Linked DNA regions of Mus musculus: region 1 is linked to region 2. A link is a contact called in public HiChIP or PLAC-seq data. All regions are on one chromosome and are shown on one strand. The core of a region is the stretch at or near the end of the contact, and the rest is flanking DNA. Distances in the headings are between cores, read along the strand shown. Region 1 holds the start of Grb7 (growth factor receptor bound protein 7). Region 2 holds the start of Psmd3 (proteasome (prosome, macropain) 26S subunit, non-ATPase, 3).

Evidence for each region. HiChIP or PLAC-seq counts read pairs in DNA pulled down with a chosen protein or histone mark.
Region 1: an H3K4me3 HiChIP or PLAC-seq map of embryonic stem cells shows a contact between it and region 2, with 25 read pairs. The contact joins the promoter of Grb7 here to the promoter of Psmd3 in region 2. A contact is called at or near these places in 6 of 39 promoter capture datasets (cranial neural crest, embryonic stem cells, liver and 2 more), 7 of 484 Hi-C or Micro-C datasets (CD8 T cells, embryonic stem cells and nephron progenitors), 14 of 115 datasets of contacts at active chromatin or transcription factors (the SCID.adh cell line, bone marrow-derived macrophages, cardiomyocytes and 8 more) and 2 of 9 other capture datasets (liver and pancreatic islet).

Annotation. Positions count from the first base shown.
Region 1 is chr11:98,442,173-98,448,282 of GRCm38.p6, reverse strand. Grb7 (growth factor receptor bound protein 7) reads right to left here and starts at 1,449. Exons shown (of 15, transcript NM_010346.2): 1 at 1,034-1,449. It also overlaps a transcript of Mien1 not described here.
Region 2 is chr11:98,679,739-98,686,350 of GRCm38.p6, reverse strand. Psmd3 (proteasome (prosome, macropain) 26S subunit, non-ATPase, 3) reads right to left here and starts at 3,797. Exons shown (of 12, transcript NM_009439.1): 1 at 3,414-3,797; 2 at 679-869; 3 at 280-417. The coding sequence starts at 3,621.

The DNA.
Region 1 (6,110 bases), core at 200-2,699, 240 kb after region 2:
ACACACACACACACACACACACACACATTAGCACGCGCTATTGGGGGAGAGCAGAGTCCAAGCTAGACAGACTCATGACCCAGAAGGCATTGCATTCTTGGGGGGAAAAGAGGGAGAAAAGGTTGAAAATACTATCAGCTGTCCCTCAGATGCACTCTGTCTCCATCCTACCATGAAAACCCAGACCTAACTAGGTCTTTCCCCCAACTTCAGCCTCAGGCAGGCCCACATACCCGGCCATACACTGTTTTCCAGGCCCCGAACTGCAGACCTTCACACTACACCCACCCCTCTAGCTTTCTTTGTCCACACTCATTTGCAGCCAGGAGGGATCCGCAGCCTGCTGAGCTTCCGTATCGGAGATGGGACCACAACGTGGAGAGATGCAGTTCCAACCATTGCGGGAGTCGCTCTCCCTTACTCCCCTCCGAATGGGAACCCCAGATTGTAGTAAACTGAGCTCAATAAGGTATTGAAGGGCAACCTCCGGATCTAGCACCCCCTACTAACTGGTGTTGGGTAAGAACTAGTTTTAGCCGGAAAGTCAAGATTTCAGGTGATGGAGAGACCTTACCTCGGGTCTCAGGGAGCAAGATGAGGAAGGGGAAGGATTGGTGATGCCAAGCAACAAACAAAACAAACAATGCAGCGCAGAGAGCATCAGGAGTGTGACTCTTTCCTTAGGGACCCAGACCTAACTTGCATCCCATCCCATCCCATCCCATCCCCCAAGATGAAGTTCCCGCTTCCGCCTTTACCCAGACCATAGCTCACCTGCCTGAGGCCACCGGTTTAGGGAGGAAGATTCCAGGCCTTAACTATCACCCACCCCCCTTCTCCCCCACCCCCACCCCCACCCCCCGCCTCTGGCCTGACCTCGCCGAGAGAGGGCGGTCAGGGGGGAGAGCGTGGCAGCCTCCCGGCCATCTAACTGGGCAGCAGGCCAGATCCGCTCGATGCAGGCACAACCTGGGGCCCTCGGTGAGGCTGGGGGTAGGAGCAGATTATCTAAGACCGATCTCGGTCGGCTTACCTGGAGCACCTCCAACAGAAGGAGCCGGACACCCGGCCCAAAGTCTGGCTCTGTCTAGAGATCCCAGACACTTAGATTTGATTTCGAATCCTTTCTCTCTTCTCTACAGATGGTAGAAAGGCTATCCCGCCTTTGGAATGTTGAGGCGGGAGAATATAGAGCGAGCCCTGCGTATCCAGATTCCAGGCCCAGGGAAACTAAAATTATCTCGGGCAGGTAAGGGCGGAGCCTGAGAGGCTCCCTGGAGAAGGAAGCGCAGGAGGAGGGGTGGAGACTCCTCACAATGCACCGCCTCGAATTGCTCTTGCCCTTCCTACTGAGCAGCAGGTGCTAGGAGAGAGGGAGAGAGAGAGAGAGAGCAGGTGCCCCGGAGAGAACAGGCTGGACAGAGAAAAATCTAGAATCCTGACTACATGGGAAGGGGAGTTTGGAGGCTGTTTGTTAAACGCGAATGGTCCCGCCCACTCCTACTCGTCCCATTCCAATGATGGTCAGTTCATTGGTCAAGCTAGGGGGCCGTCTTCAGCTCGGATCTCACCCCCTAGGGCAAAGGGCACTGGGCTTAAAAGGGAAGCCAGAAGAGGTGCTCTGCCCTTTGACCTCCAACCACAGTCCAGCCGCCCAGGCTGTTGTCCTGGCCCTGCTAAAATACCCAAGGTGCACCCTCTCTTCCGAGGCAAGTCCAGGGTCTCACCTTCCTAGTTTCAAGTTTAAGAGTGGCAAGGTGGCCTAGTGGGAGGGGCCACAGTTCTGGTGACCGTTGTGGCCTGATGCAGATGGCTTCTATTACAGCAGTTACTCCAGCTTTCTGGTTCAGCTCACAGCAAACATTGGAGGATCAGGAAGAGGGGTTGAGAGTCCCCAGATCAAAGGCAGCGGGCCACCTCCCAGCTTCCTATGGCTAAGAGTTAAGAAAACAAACAAGCCACTGGGGCGATAAGGGGTCTGCCCTGAGGAAGCACAGCCTCCCTTAGCTTTTCCGCTTGAAAAACTAATGTGGAAAGCCACCGTGGAAGTGTGTGCCTTTTAATCCCAGCTCTCTAGGGGCAGGGGCAGGTGGATCTCTGTGAGTTCGAGGCCAGCATGGTCTACATGGACAGTGAGGACTGTACAGAGAAGCCCTGTTTCAAAAACAGAGTGACGACAGACAGACAGACATCAGACAGACTAGTATGAATAGAGCAAAGCAAAAAGGTGAGGAAGGGGCAGGTTGCTTGGGCCAGGAAGCAATTTGAACAAATTGCAGGAGACAATTTCCTCATTTCCAACCTAGCAGACCTGTGCTTGGCGCTGGGTATACAGAGCAAAACAACAAAAACAGACCCGCCCTTTGCTGGCTGCAACCCAGTCGGGGAGACTGACCTTTAAGAGTCACACAAATAAGAAATGACAGGTGACAAGTTTGCCAGGTGAGTGACTCACAGGAGGCAGGGAAGGCCATGAAAACAAAGCCAGGGAGGACCTGGCAGTGAGTGGGAACCAGAGGGGTTAACCTGCCATGGTGGACCCCCAGTGTGGAGAAGCAGCTGCTGGGAGGGAATGCAGAAGAGAGTGGGGGTGGACAGGAACGGAGGCCATCAGGTAGTCTGGGCAGGTCTTGCAGGTACGGGAGGGGTGGAGGGAAAACACTGCAGCTCTTAAAAGGGGGGAACACAGTCTCTTAAGCTGCTCTGGAAAGAGCAGACCCGTGGGCCCCTCCTCAGCTACCAGAGTCTCAAAGCACTGAGGAGGCAGAGCCCCAGGAATGTGAGATATTGACAAGCCCTCAGGTGGCTGTTTTGCAAACCAGGTTTGAGAGCCATCCATCCTGTTTGTCCAGACTGGCAGGAGGAGTGGGCAGAAGCCAGACCCTGCCAGGAGTGCAGGGCTGCACTCTGAAAAAAGATCACTATGTAGAAGGCTGAGCTGGAGGAAAGCCAGACTCCAGCTGAATGAGTGATATTCTCTCTCTCTCTCTCTCTCTCTCTCTCTCTCTCTCCCCCTTCCCTCCCTCCCTTCCTGTCTGTCTGTCTGTCTGTCTTTTGTTTTTCAAGATAGGGTTTTTCCCTGTAACAGCCCTGGCTGTCCTGGAACTTGTTTTGTAGACCAGGCTGGCCTACAAAGATGCTCTCGAACTCACAGAGATCAGCCTGCCTCTGCCTCCTGCCTCTCTAGTGGTGGGATTATTACAGTCATGTGCCACCATGCCTGGCTCCATTTCTTTCTTTCTTTCTTTCTTTCTTTCTTTCTTTCTTTCTTTCTTTCTTTCTTTCTTTCTTCCTTCCTTCCTTCCTTCCTTCCTTTCAAGGATCTTTATAATATGTGAGTACACTGTAGCTGTCTTCAGACACCTCAGAAGAGGGCATCAGATCCCATTACAGATGGTTGTGAGCCACCATGTGGTTGCTGGGAATTGAACTCAGGACCTCTGAAAAAAAGCAGTTAGTGCTCTTAGCCACTGAGACATCTCTCCAGCCCTCCATTTCTTTTACAAAGACTTCTGTTTTTATTTATGTGCACATGCCTCTGTGTGTAGGTTCCTGCAGAGGAACTTGCCAGGTCTCCTGCAGCTGGAGTTACAGGCAGTTTGGACCTCCAGAAGAGCACCAAGTATTCTTAGCCCCTGAGCCATTTCTCTCCAGCCCAGGGATTCCATCCAGAACAGTGGTTCTCAACCTTCCTAATGCCGCAACGCTTAACACGGTTCCTCATGTTGTGGTGTTCCCCAACCATAAAATGATTTTTGTGGCTACTTCATAACTGTTATTTTGCTACTGTTGTGAGTCATAATGTAAATATACATTTTCCAATGGTCTTAGGCAACCCTTGTGACAGGGTCATTCAACCTCCACCCCCATCCTCACCCCCACTCCCACCCCCACTCCCACCCCCAGCCCTCAAAGGTCAAGACCCACAGGTTGAGAAACACTGATCTAGAAGTAGGGCTTTGAGAACAGGGCAGGTGGAGAACTGATCTGAGGTCCCAGGGAGGAGACAAAAGGAGCTAGCAGTAGGGGACATGGGTTTGTAAGGACTTGGGAACCATTCTGTCTGGAACCTTAGGATAGATGTATAAGGGTCATGCCAAAAGAGCCATGAGGGATTCTGGGAACGTTGCATGGTGGATTCTGGGAATGAGAACTCATAGCATCAAGGTTGGCAGCAGGTGCCTCTAATGCCATAGCTTTCGTGTCCACCAAGGGTGAACTTTAAATATGTATAAGTTAATTAAATTTAGGATCAAAGTCACCACAAGCTGAATGTGTAATCCCAGTGCTGAGGAGAGTTACAAGTTCAAGGCCAGCCAGAGCAAGAGCATCTCTACCAAAAACTGTCAAGATAAAAGGCACAAGAGCAGGAACCAGGTCACTGATGCTCCTTGCCTTATGATGCTATTACATCTGGATAACTTAGTTTTGGGGACTGGAGAGATGGCTCAGAGGTTAAGAGCACTGGCTGCTTGCTCTTCCAGAGGTCCCAAGTTCAATTCCCAGCACCCACATGGTGGTTCACAACCATCTATAAAAGGATCTGATGCCCTCTTCTGGCATGCAGGTGTACATGCAGCTGAGCACTCAGACAATAAAGTAAATAAATAAAAGTAAATAAATAAAAGTAAATCTAAAAAAAAAGTGATTAAGAAGACGAACCTAGTTTTTGGTCAGGTGGTGATGGTGCATGGCTTTAATTCCAACAGTCCAGAGGCTAAGGCAGGAAGATTTCTGTGAGTTCAAGGCCAGCCTGATCTACAGAGCAAGTTCCAGGATAGTCAAGGCTATACAAAGAAACCTTGTCTCAAAACAAACAAACAAAACTAAATAAATGAAGTAAAGCTTCATTTTTGTTGTTCCATGGCTTTGGGCTTAGTTTTTGTTTTTAAGGTTTATTTATTTGTATTTATGTGTATGTGTTTGCGTTTATTTACATTTATTCACATGTATTTGAGTTTAGCATGTTCTTGCCTGATGCCCAAGGGGTCCGGAAGAGGACATCAGAACTCCTGGAACTGGAGTTAGACATGTTTGTGAGCCACTATATGGATGCTGGGAACTGAACCCAGGTCCTTCCTTTGCTAGAGCAGCCAGTGCTCTTAACCACTGAGCCATTGCTCTGGCTCACTTTGGCCTTTCCAACATGACATCTTGGCGTCTTGATATGTAGCCCCAGCTGGTCTCAGACTCCCTATTTAACTGAAGCTGTTCACGTACTTGTGGCCATCTTCCTGCCTCTGCTGGGCTTATAAAATCTGTGCCATCATAAAATACCTTGGTGTGAAGAAGCCTGGGAGATGGCTCAGCTTGCTGCGAGCCTGAGGGCCTAAGTTCTCCTTTCAGGAACCACACAGTGAGGAGAGAACAGACTACCATAGTTGACCTCTGACCTCCACAAGAGCACCATGGTATTGGTGTTTCCACATCCAGAATGAATACTGTTTTTAATTTTAAAATGCTTTAATTGGAAAATGTACATTGACATCTAAACTACCAAGCATCAAATTCCAGTTTCTATTGAATCTTTTTCAAATATACACTACTATAAAGTCAAAACTTCAAGGTACTATTTGTATACAGATCCATGAGAGCACTGACAGCCCAAATGTAAACCTTTATGCTTTTACCAGTATCTTTTTGTTTGTTTGTTCTTTTGTGTTGTTGTTTTGTTTGTTTGTTTGTTTTTCCGAGACAGGGTTTCTCTGTGTAGCCCTGGCTGTTCTGGAACTCACTTTGTAGACCAGGCTGGCCTCGAACTCAGAAATCACCTGCCTCAGCCTCCCAAGTGCTGGGACTAAAGGCGTGTGCCACCATGCCCAGCCTTTCTTTTTCTTTTTAACTTAAGACAGTATCTCACCACATAACTCTGGCTGGCCTGGAACTCTCTTTGTAGACCAGGCAGACCTGCCTCTGTCCTGAGTGCTGGAAATGAAGGCGTAAGCCACCATGATCTGAGTTAGTAGCATCTTGACAAAGTTGCAAAGCCCATTTAATGAACAGATACAATCTTTGAGACAGTGCTTTGCTATTTTGCCCAGAAGGTCCCTGAATTCAGTCAATCCTCTTGCTGGGTCTCCCTAATAGCAGAGGTTACAGACATGTACCAC
Region 2 (6,612 bases), core at 2,548-5,047:
AGATTAAAGGCATGTACCACCGCCTGGCTGTCATTTCTCAAAGAGCTACGTTTCAAGTTTATTTTGTGCAAATGTGGGACATGATCTCACTATACAGCCTGGACTGGCCTTGAATTTGTATTCTGTCCCAGCCTCTGAGCATTGGGGTCACAGGTGTGCACTACCACACCTGGCTTGGAGAGATGGAGAGCCAGAGTCCCCAGTGAGCCTCTCACTGGAGCTCATCTCCCCCCAGAGCCCCATTGGGCTTGCTAATCACGCCCACTGCATCCTGGGTACCTCTTTGTAGCGCTTGCTGTTCATCAGGAAGATGACCATGAGCAGCTGCAGGTAGGCTTCCACCTCAGGCAGGAGAGGCGCTGATGCCGCTTTTCCTGTGCGAGGACGAAACTGCAGGTCGGCTTCTGTGTCCATGGGCTGGGAGAGGACAGAGCAAACAACAGAGTTTACTGCTGGGCACTCACCGTGTGTTCCCCAAGATACACAGAGAATTTGCCAGATGCTGAGCAGACAAAACTAAAGACAGTCCTTCTCCCGCTCCCGGAGTGCCAAGAGGCTAACAATAGAGTACAATAACAAGGTCAAGAGTTTCATAGAAGTCCTGACTTAAGGAGGAAACTACCACACTCAAGATCCCTGCAAATTCTATCAGACACCCCTGAAGCTAGCCCCACTCACTTCTTCTAGGAAGGGTAGCAAGAAGTCTCGAGTGGCGTTATTGGAGGTGAAGAAGCCATGCACAGCCTTGTACAGAACATAGTGGTTGAGGCGGCGTGACGTGGACGGCAGCATCCGCAGCGCCCTCAGCACGAACCGAGGCTCCTTGCCGGAAACAGCCTTCTCTAGCTGTCTCACGTGCTCTTTGATGTCTGCAGAGGACCAGAGAGGAAAAAGATGTGACTTGCAACTCCTTGGGGAACAGTTCCATGGAGTGTCTTACAAAGGGGGTGGCGTGTACATTTACCCTTTTTGGCCCAATAGGGCTAAGCAATATTTGTGGGTGAGGCACACCAATTTTCAGATATACCAGGAAACAAGGAAAAAGCTAGCTGGGCAGGGATAGGGCAGAGGTCAGCAGGAAGGCCTAGAAAAGAAAACAGCTGAGAAACAAAGTAGAAGAAACTCATGGAGATTCACCAGAGCTCAAAACATGGGGAGGCTTTGTAAATAATGGAGAACTCTCACACAGGGACGTCACACCACGAGTGTAACCACAAAAAAGCCTTCTGAAAAGAAACACGCAACGATACAACCGGACTCACATCTCATTTCACAAAGAGTTTCTGTAACCAGGTAAGAGAAACTACTGCCATAACTTCAGAACAAAAGTGGACGTGGACACAACCAGGGATGGCAACGCGCCTAAAGACAGGAGGACTGTGCTTTGGTGGCATTCAAAAATCTAAAAACAGAACCATTTTTATACTCATAAATTAGCAATATTTAAAAGAGTGGCAACCTAAACAGTAGGGAAAAGAACATTTATTTGTAAGTCAGATTTTTTAGGACAATATAAAAAACTTTAGAACTGGGGTGTAAGGAGATGGCTCAGTGGTTAAGAGTATCAGCCACTCTGTCCAGAGGCCCCGCTCCCAGCACCCACATGGTGGCTCACACTTGCCCATAACTAGAGTCCCAGGGGATCAGATGACCTCTTTTGGCCTTGGTGGGCACTGCACACAGGTGGTGCATTTACAAACATGCAGATAAGATACTCACACTCACATACACACACACTGAAATTCAAACATGTTTACCCTTTTTGACTTAGGTATACAAATTCTGGGAAGCCATATTTAAGTAGTTACAAAAGTAGATTGAAAACTTTGGAATAGTGAGGACTGCAAAACTACTTAAAAGAGCAAGAAATGAGAAAAAAGAAGAACTTAGATGTGCAGCAGTTAAGAGAATGCTCTGAGTCTCACTGCCCACTTAACAACGGGTGCTTCGCGTGTGACAGTAACTGCTACAGTTACAGCGACTATGTATGGAGGGCCCACCATGTATTTCTATCATGTGCTAGCACAGCTCATGAGCTCCCATGTTCACAATAACCCAAACAAAACAGCTAATGCTATTAATTCACCCACACAAACAGGGAAACGGATTCTGGACTTTATATAATCTCCATCACTATACTAAGTAGTCAACAAATGCTTCTTGCATAAGTTGAACCCTATGTTCATGGATGTATTAAATGAAGACAACAAAAAGAAAATGACAATATCTTTACATACGAATGCCCTGATCCAAATTGAATACTTAAGTGATTTCAATTATGGAGCAGTTTGAAAATACACGAGGAAATATGTCAACTCTGGTTAAAAGTTTCTCCCTGTTGCTTTAAAATGCTCACATGTTCCAGAATTTCTACAGTGAATACAAACCATGAAATATTTCACGATGCTGAGTGACATTTCTGCCACTGGAAACTTTTATTTCAGGAAAGAAGACCTTTACTGTATACAGATCTTGTTACCAAGTTTAGAATGGGAGTTGATGCAGTCTATACATACTTACACTCAAAAGTACAACTCAGGGCATGACTTGGCCTATCACCATGTTTTAAAGTAGTTTCTCGTGCAGTTGAGACACACACACACACACACACACACACACACACACACAGAGAGAAAAAACTACAGATCACCCGGAAAAGTCTCATCGCGCGCACATGGACAAGATATACTAAGTGGAAAAAGTAAAAGAGCAACTTAAGCGGGACAAGGGGACAATAGGAGCCTGAGAACGGGTCTCTGGTGTTGGCTTATAGGAGTCGGGGCCACAGGTAGGCATTATAAACTAAAAGAGAAAGAAGGCAGGGGTGGGGGGGGAGGGGGTCTGATTCAGAAGTAAAAGCGTGCGTGTGCTTGAACTCTTTAGGAAAGGAGGGGTAAGGTCCTTAAGAGAGTGGAAAAGTGCACCGGGACTTTTAGTTTAGATGCTTCAACTACAGAAGGAAGGCAGAAGGTAGAAATGGCTCTCCGAGGGAGTTTGCTAAAGGAGCCTAGAGCTACAGAACCCATTTTTATAAACTCTTAAACTAAGAGGCTAGTGTAATCTGTTACCCTGGTTTCTCTAGACACAAATACAAATGCTACTTTCTACATAGCAATAACAGGCGCTAGAATCGGTCGGATGGAGTAGATCACTGGGAAGGACTGAAGAAAAGGCTCGGTGAGACTAAGATGCAACCCCAGAGGAGGAGAGCAGTCCGCAGACTGGAGAACAGGTTCGGTCATCGGCTGGGGTCGAGGGAGTCAGGGTGGTTGGGCGGGCACTTCTGACCCCAGCTCCATTGACCGAAGGAACCAAGGTAGGTGGAGGCTACGCAGAGGTCCCAGCAAGAAGTCGCATCACCCTGGCCGCTGTCACCGGTGATCGCGGCACGACCCCGACGTGGGCTCCCGTACCTTCTAAGGTGACAGTGTCCAGCTCTCTCTGGGAGTGCTCGGTCGCAGCTGCCTTGCCGTCTCCCTCCCCCGTGGAGCCGCTCCCAGCTGCTGCCTCCTCTTTCATCTCCACATCCTGGGGGGCCGGTGGCGGCGGTTCTTGTTCCCCTCCCGGCGGCGGCTTTGCCTTGTCGGCGCCTCGGCGCCGCGCCGAGCCCTCCTGCTTCATGGCGCCCGGGGTCGAGGCCTAGTCCGGGGACCGAAGCAGGGGCCTCGCGTAAACCCTCACACCAGAGACCAGGCACAGAGCCGGGCCTGCACACCAGCGCGGGCTCGCGTCGGGCCGCACGATGACCGAGCAGCTGCAAACTCCTTCCCGGCGCTGGGGCTTCTGGGAAATGCCAGGCATGGCGAGCAGATGGCCGAGTCCAGGGAGGGAAAATAAATCAACAGCCGAGGTGCACGATGAAGGCGGATCTTCTAGGAAGTGGGAGGAGTCTTCAAGAAACGATGAAGGCGGACCTTCTAGGAACTGGGAGGAGTCTGCAGGAATTTGTGGGACCTGAGAGTGGTGATTTTATCTTCCTCTCTAGTGTACATCTTTGGATGTCCGCGAGAGGTCACTTTAGACTCCAAGCTGGGCTACAACAGACTCTAACATGTAAGTGGGTAGGACCTATCGGAGCTCAGATGGGGATGACATCATGAGTTGCCGGGCAGATTCCTCTCCACCCCCCTAACCCCCGCCCCGGTCAAGCTCTCCCAGTTTGCGCGGGTCAGGTCCCCAATGAAATCCGCCAGGCTCGTGCTCTCAACGCCCGCCAGATGCTTCCAGCACCAGAAAGAAAAGGAGCTTGTGGACGTGTAGCTAGGCTGTTTGGCTTTCGATAAACTGAGCTCAACCCCCAGGGCATCCGAACTTCCTTGTCAAATTTTTGTATAATGCTGAGTATAAGGCATACCTTCTCTGCAGCCTGGGAATGTGGGGGTCGTGTGTATTTGTGTAGAATTAGTCAAATTTAATAATAGGAGTCCACGTTGTATACTGCTCAGGGCCAGTATATATAAGATTGTTGAAAAACCCAACATGCCCAGCGTGGTGGTGCATGCCTTTTATCCCAGCACTCAGGAAGCAGAGACGGGTGGGTTTCTGTGAGTTCGAGGCTCAGCATGGTTTACAGAGTGAGTTCCGGGACCACCAGGGCTACACGGAGAAACCCTTTCCCGAAAAAGTAAACAAACAAACAAACACCAGCTCAAGAATGTAATGTAGGGCTAGGTGTGGTACATAATTTTAATCTCAGTGGTACACAACTTTAATCTCAGCACTAGGGAGATCTTTGAGTTCAAGGCCAGCCTGGTCTACATAGCAAGCTCCAGGACAGCGGGAACTACACAAAAAGACCCTGTCTCCAAAAAAAGAAAAAAAAAAGAAAGTAATGTTGAGGGGGTGGTGAGATGGCTCAAGTGAGTAAAGGTGCTTGCCAAGTATGAAGACACGAGTTTGATCCCTGGGTCCCATGGTAGAAGGAGAGAACTGAGTCTCACGCTTTTCTCTGACCTCCATAAGCATGCTGAGGCTCGAGTTCCCCTCCCCCATAAATAAATGCTTTTTTTTTTTTTTTAAAGGTTTTTCTGTATTGCCCTGGATGTCTGGGAACTCACTCTGCTTCCCAAATGCTGGAATTACAAGCATTTGCCACCACTACTAAGCATAAATGCTTTTTTTTTTAATTAGATATTTTCTTCACTTACATTTCAAATGCTATCTCCAAAGCCCCCTATATCCTTCCCCCTTCCTGCTCCCCAACCCACCCACCACAGCTTCCTGGCCCTGGCATTCCTCTGTACTGGGGCATATGATCTTTGCAATATCAAGGGGCCTCTCCTCCTATTGATGGCCAAGTAGGCCATCCTCTGCTACATATTCAACTAGAGACACAAGCTGGGGGGTGGGGGTACTGGTTAGTTCATATCGTTGTTCCACCTATAGGGTTGCAGACCCCTTTCGCTCCTTGGGTACTTTCTCTAGCTCCTTCATTAGGGGCCCTGTGTTCCATCCAATAGCTGACTGTGAGCATCCACTTCTGTTTTTGCCAGGCATTGGGCTTTTTTTTTTTTTTAAAGAATGTAAATTTGGTGGTTTGACCTTGCTTGACCCATAAGGAGTGGCACTATTAGGTGTGGCCTTGTTGGAGAAAGAGCTTCACAGTGGGGGGGGGGGGGGCGGGGGCAGGGTTTGAAGTCTCCTAGTGCTCAAGCTCTGCTCAGAGTGGAAGAGAGTCTCCTCCTGGCTTGGCTGCCTTCTGATCAAGATGTCTTGGTGTCTTCGGCCCTTCATCTGCCTGTAAGATGCCATGCTTCCCACCATGATGATAATGGACTGAACCTCTGAAATGGAAAGCCAGCCCCAATAAATGTTTGCCTTTATAAGAGTTGCCTTGGTCATGGTGTCTCTTCACAGAAAAATAAAACCCCAACTAAGACAGTAATATACCCCATCAGGCACCATGCTGCACTCCAGTAATCCCAGCACTTAGGCCGAGGTCAGCCTAGGCTACTGTGTGAGAACTTGCTGCCCTCTCCAAAGCTCAAAACAACTGGGCTGGCAAGATGAGTCAGTAGGTAAAGGTGTTGCCACAAGCCTGTGGACACCTGAGTTCCATTCCTGGAAACCTGGTAAAGGTGGAAGGAGAGAACTGAATCCATAAAAGTTGCCTACTGACCTCCACAAGGGGGCAGTGGCATGTGACAACCACTCATTGTCATCATCACCATCACCATCATCACCATCACTGTCATTATCCTCATCACCACTACTACCATCTCAACCACCACCATCATCATCACCACCACCACCATCATCATCACCACCACCACCATCATCATCACCACCATCACCACCACTACCATCATCACCACCATCATCTTTTCTAAGTGGAAACAGCAAGGGATGTGTCACAGAGCCCTTTAGAGAAAGTTGACAGTCTGCACTCTGTTCTCCAGTGCACTGAGGGGATGAAGGGTGAGAGTGGTGGAGCCTCTGCTGCAGAGCAGGGCAGCGACCTGAGGAGACCTTTATATATCCAAACACCTGTGAGTGGGAGCAGGAGGATGCCCTTTGTGGTGGAGACATGAATAGAAGAAAACTAGACTGGGAAGCCTTCCTGTCTTTCCCACAAGCATCAGTTTTGAAGATACAGCGGTCAGTTTCTCAAAG